Linked DNA regions of Mus musculus: region 2 is linked to region 1. The links are chromatin contacts, called in public HiChIP or PLAC-seq maps. All regions are on one chromosome and are shown on one strand. The core of a region is the stretch at or near the end of the contact, and the rest is flanking DNA. Distances in the headings are between cores, read along the strand shown. Region 1 overlaps Spen (spen family transcription repressor). Region 2 holds the start of Fblim1 (filamin binding LIM protein 1).

Region 1 (2,928 bases), core at 198-2,697:
GGCTCACAACCATCTGTAACGAAATCTGATGCCCTCTTCTGGAGTGTCTGAAGACAGCTACAGTGTACTTACATATAATAAATAAATCTAAAAAAAAAAAAAAAGATGATTTAAAAAAAAAGGGGGGGGGCTGGAGAGATGGCTCAGTGGTTAGGAGCACTGACTGCTCTTCTGAAGGTCCTGAGTTCAAATCCCAGCAACCACATGGTGGCTTACAACCATCCGTAATGACATCTGATGCCCTCTTCTGGTGTGTCTGAAGACAGCTACAGTGTACTTACATAAAATAATAAATAAATATTTAAAAAAAAAAAAAAAGGAAAAATTGGGCTGGAGAGATGGCTCAGTGGTTAAGAACACTGACTGCTCTTCCAGAGGTCCTGAGTTCAAGTCCCAGCACCCACAACCATCTGTAATAGGATCTGATGCCCTCTTCTGGAGTGTCTGAAGGCAGATACAATATACTTGTATATATTAAATAAAAATAATATTTTAAAAAAGAGAGAGAGAAGTTAAAGCCAGTGAGAGGGCTCAGAGGTAAAGAGCCTAGACTGCTTTTCAATAGGACCCGGGTTCAAGACCCATCATGGCAGCTCTCAAGTGTAACTCCAAGATCTGACACCCTCACACACAGACATGCATGCAAGCAAAACACTAATTCACACAAAGTAAAAATAAATTATTTTTTAAAAGAGAGAAAAAATGGCAAGGAGTTACTAAATAAAAAGCCCAGAGCCAGGGCTCTCACTCCTATAGGCCGACGCTCAGGAGTGAGGATGCTGTCATAAGTCCTCAGAATTTCTAGAACCTCCAGAAAGTGGAAGCCAGCCCGGGCTACTTGAGAAACTTGTATAAAAACAGAACAAAGGAGACAGGGCAGCACCTTTAATCCCAGCACCTGGAGGGAGAGAAAGGTGCGCCTCTGAGTTCGAAGGTCAGCCTGGTCTACATAGTAAATTCCAAAGCAGCCAGGGCTACACAGTGAGACCCTGCTTCGAAAACAAACAAACATTTCATCAAAGTTAAAATCCACACTCCAGAGCCGGGCGTGGTGGCGCACGCCTTTAGTCCCAGCACTTGGGAGGCAGAGGCAGGCGGATTTCTGAGTTCGAGGCCAGCCTGGTCTACAGAGTGAGTTCCAGGACAGCCAGGGCTATACAGAGAAACCCTGTCTAGGAAAACCAAAAAAAAAAAAAAAAAAAAATCCACACTCCATCAAGCACAGATTTACCATAACCTGTTTCAATTACTTTCAACCTAACCAAAACCAACCCTGGCACAGTCCAAGGGAAAGAACAGAAAGCCTGGCAAGGCTAAAAGCAGCTCCAGGGAGCTCTGGTCACCTGCTCGATGGAAAAGGCAGAGACAGGAGGACGGTGGACTACAGCAGAGGCGGAGGACAAGAGGACTTATGACAGCAGCCGGCCAGCGGCCCCGCCTCTGGGCTTGGTGGACACCGCCCCCAAGAGCACACCCATGCTACCAGGCTGGACAGTCCCAGCAGCAGTTTCTGCCCACTGCACCCAGCAACGCCACAAACAAGGCAAAGGCTGGCAAAACAAGGAAGCTTTCAGGAGGTGGCAAACAGCCAACTCAAACCGGATAATTCCAGTTCAGGCTGGTTCAAGATACAAACACAGTTCCTAGCTTCTCAAACAAAACTCAGCCACGGGCTCCAGGTTCTTTTCTCCAGGGGCAGAGCAAACCCCAGTAAGCTCAGCATCTAAGCCCCAAACTGAAGACCTATTCTTCTGGCCAGAAAACCACCAAAAGACAGACAGACAGACAGACAGACAGACAGACAGTCAGACAGATGCACACACACATACACAAACACTTCTTTTAAGCGTTACTAAAATTCTAGATTTGACATCGTTTCTGGGAAACCAGCTAGGAATGCACCTGCCCCTGGCTCATCGAAGTTGGAACTGGGCTCCCATCTTTCCTGCCTTAACTCACACCACTCCCAGCCCAGCCATGCCCCACAGCCTTAAGACACAAGGTTGTGTGGCAAGCAAGGCCTGCAGTGGCCAAAACAGAACATCTGCTAAAGAAGGCCACACAGTGACCCCTGCAGGTTGCCATGGATGGGAAGGGAAAACCTGCAGTCCGTCCGTCCATCCTCACCAGAATACTCTACTAAACACACTCCACCTTTCAACAGCCCTACACTGCATGAAGCGGAGCATGCACGAACACTCTGGGCGTGGGGGCGGGAGGTGAGGAGTTGCTGTCCCTCGGGTCTGGCCACTGACTACCAGTTCTGAAGATAACTTCCAGGAAAATCTGGATACCATACTTCAAGGAAGCAGAAACCCTAGTGGATAATACCATTATCTGACTTCTACTGGATTCCACCATGAACAGTAGGGAATTACAAACTAGAAACATCACCTAATGGCTAGAAAGGCCCACAGTCATGATTATAGTTTTTGCTCAGCACATTTTCTTTGATGCTGTTTTCTGAACCCTGGAGAGGCTCAAGTAATTCATGTAAGGCAACGCAGCCCCTCACCTGGGCTTACATAAGAGGCATCCCTCTTAAGAGTACATACAGCTAGAGGGTGGAGCTTAGTGGAGAGCAGGACAAAGGGCCTAGATCCCATACCCAATAGCCCCTCCTCAAAACAAAACAACCCTCTATCTTTAATTTTTGACATTGGCTGCTTTAAGTAAAAAAGAAATTCTCTAAACCTTTACTTGAAATCTTCCTAAGGGCCCCAAAATATATATATATTTCATTTGTTAGTCCAAAAAAAGCAATATAAACCTAATTGCTGACTATCACAAATTCTCATGTGTGTACTTCTTTTTTTCTCCATAACACTCAAATGGAAAAAATACCGTTTCAATTGAAGCAATTCATCTTACGCTGACTTATTCCTTTATTCAGGACACAGGGTCTCACTATGTAGAACAGGCGAGCCT
Region 2 (2,700 bases), core at 164-2,663, 93 kb after region 1:
AGAGGTGGGGACCTCAGGGATGGAGCAGCGCTGGGGATTTTCAAAGCCCTGTCAGGTCCCTTAAGGAGAGCCTGCTGGCGCTTCCCTTTGGTCCCACTAACCCTGAGTTCACCCAGGCGGGGGTGGGGTGGGGGTTGGGGGGAGCATTCTATGAAAACTTCCCAGCAGACCCTCCACCCCCATCCTTCCTCCCCCGGAGGGCAAATCAGACACCCAGATCCAGTTGGGTAAGCGGAGAAAGTGGGAACAAAGGGAAAGAAAGTCATTTCCTGTCAAGAGGAAGGAAGGAGGCTGAGAGCCGGCCAGCCAGCCAGCCAGGGCCGGCCTTAGGCTGCAGCCCCTGGGAGGGGATGTGCTGGCGGCCTCGATAACTCTTTGCCCGCACTCTAAAGCCACCTCCGAGTCATTTCTAAGCATTGCTCTTTCACACAGACCAATAAGCAATCTAAGTTGAGGACTAGAATTAAACTTTGCTGAAAGTGGAAGAGTGAATGTCCCCCCACTCACTCCCACAAGACACCTTGCGATCTCAGAAGGCTAAGGGCCTCTCTCATCCTCTTTCCTAGACCAGAGAAAGGAAGAGGCGCAGAAGTCAGATCTCCTCAGGCTACCGGTCTTTTGTACTGGGCGACCTTGACGCGGTCACTCAACCTCTCTGGGCTCGCTTTCTATTCATAAAGAGAATAGAAGTCTGCCCTGGAGGGTGGCTGGGGAGGCCAGCTGGTCGTTCAGCCCCAGGGGGGAAGAAGGAGCCCTGCGGCTGGAGGACAGTGATCTCCATTGTTAAAAGCTGGAATCTGGGCGCTGCCCAGCCTCTCCCCCTGGGACCTCAGGTCTGGCCTGGAGATGGGGGAGTAGTTGCACTCACTTTGGGGATCGCCCACTTCCACACCCCGCCAAGCCAGGCGAGGAGACCCCAGGACCCTCCTTTCCCTCTCCAGACTGGAGCTGGAAACAGGGTCCGGGAGGGGCAAAAGAACTCGGGAACTCTGCTCCCTGGCACAGCAGCAGAGCGGGACAGTTGGCCGGGTCACCGCAGTGACTATAATTCGATCCATATGCGGGACGCTATCCTCTTTGTGCGGGAGCCTCTGCCCTGCTCAACCCGTCCCAATCAAGAGCCAGGAGATGACCCCTGTGCCGTCCCCGCACAGCCTCCCAGAGTCCCCAATGGCTGAGATCCTGGGACACACAGGGACAAGACACAGTACCCGCCCCGAGCCCCCCAACCGCGCCGAGCTGGGTTCAGTACGGTGGCCGAGAGTTGCCCATGTGGCCACCTGAAGTTGACCCTGCCCGGGGAGCACAGCCAGGACCCCCACGCCGCACCCGCTTACCTGCCGCGCTCCCCACGCCCGGCCTCCGCCGGCGCTGCGCCTCCGCCCCTTGCTCCCGCCCCAGCCTCCCTCCGCCCGCCGCCCCGCGCGCGCCTTACCATAAAAGGTGACGCTCGGGGAGGGGGCGCTGGCTCGCCCTACCTGCCCCCCCACCTGTGGCCGCGCCCCCTCCCTTTGTTCCCACCACTCCTCCCCTTCCCTGTGGCTCCTCCTCCGCTGCCCACCCCCACGGTGCACCGGGGAGGGGCGGGGCGGGCTGGGGAGTGGGATCCTTAGCCAACCTCGCTCTAGGTCACCTGGATGAGAGGCTCCACCTGCCCCAATTGGTGGAGAGGGGTACTTGTAGCCAGACTGACTCTGAAATCCTTCAGGGTCATAAGTTAGGCTAGACGCATGACCTGGACTGTCAACCCCGTTTTCTTAAGCCTCAATCTTTAATTCCTAAAATGGGGTCCGCACAGCCCACCTCTGCAACGTGGCCTAGAGTTAAAGCGATAATGCTAACATATACTGGAGTTGCGGGGCTTATTCAAAGGATGCCTGGGGTAGGGTTTTCAGACACCCCAGCGAAGCAAGTCACCTGGATCTGCTGTCCTGGGCTGTCACTGCCTGTGTGAGCCTATGAATCCTTCTACAAGTGGGTCTCAGGTCCTGTAGTGGAAAGAGGCCCTTACAGGAGACAGGGGAAACAATCAGGTCACCTGTTTGCTTTCCGGCCCTGTTACTGGCCCCTGAAGAAGCAGAGCACAGGGCCCTGCGGCCTGGGTTGGGGCTGCTCTGGACAGCTCAGGTCCCTAGAGACCTGAAGACATTGCAGGGGAAAGGAATCTAGGTCTGATTCCCAGGCAAGCCGATTGTTCTTTCGATTAGAGGCACAATGGGGGACTGGGCAGGGGAGAGCTGGACCCAGAGTCATGGGGGGGGGGTAACTAGGAAGGATTAGGTCCCCTTCTGCAGCCCTCCTCGCCCCCCCCCCCCACATACAACAGCTCCTCGAGGTGGTCCTTGTATTGCTGCAGAAGAGAGGTGTCAGAGTGGGGTGTCTGGGTGCTCAGCTCCATCCTCCGCCTCCCCACTAAGCCCCACCCCCTTAATGGCCTCCCCAGTCTTTGCCATTAGATTTTTCCATTTGATTCTACCCGCCAGTGTGGAGTCACAACGACGACAGTAACTGCTGTTTCTAGAGACTTCCCTTGTGTCCCTTTCAAACCTTTCATCTAACCCTTCCAGACTCTACTCCAGGGCTGATAGGTCCCACCCCACAGACCAGACACTGAAGCCGGCGAGGACCGAGGCTTGTGCAATGGGCACTGGACAAGGCTAGATTCAAGCCAGACCGGAGAGTGCCCCTTAGGCACCCGGA

Evidence for each region. HiChIP or PLAC-seq counts read pairs in DNA pulled down with a chosen protein or histone mark.
Region 2: a contact with region 1 is called in an H3K27ac HiChIP or PLAC-seq map of embryonic stem cells, with 9 read pairs. The contact joins the promoter of Fblim1 here to the enhancer-like site in region 1. A contact is called at or near these places in 4 of 115 datasets of contacts at active chromatin or transcription factors (embryonic stem cells and pancreatic cancer cells) and 4 of 9 other capture datasets (adipose tissue, embryonic stem cells, liver and 1 more).

Annotation. Positions count from the first base shown.
Region 1 is chr4:141,505,049-141,507,976 of GRCm38.p6, forward strand. All of the region lies in intron 3 of Spen (spen family transcription repressor), which reads right to left. Among named protein-coding and RNA genes, the nearest start is that of Gm4123, 29 kb to the right of the region's middle. Within about 2 kb of position 1,448, at least 159 of the 459 cell types and tissues checked have an H3K27ac peak or open chromatin away from gene starts, as enhancers often do. A contact at or near this core is called in adipose tissue, embryonic stem cells, liver and 2 more, where this site is marked.
Region 2 is chr4:141,598,511-141,601,210 of GRCm38.p6, forward strand. It overlaps Fblim1 (filamin binding LIM protein 1), which reads right to left and starts at 1,414. Exons shown (of 9, transcript NM_001163256.1): 1 at 1,338-1,414.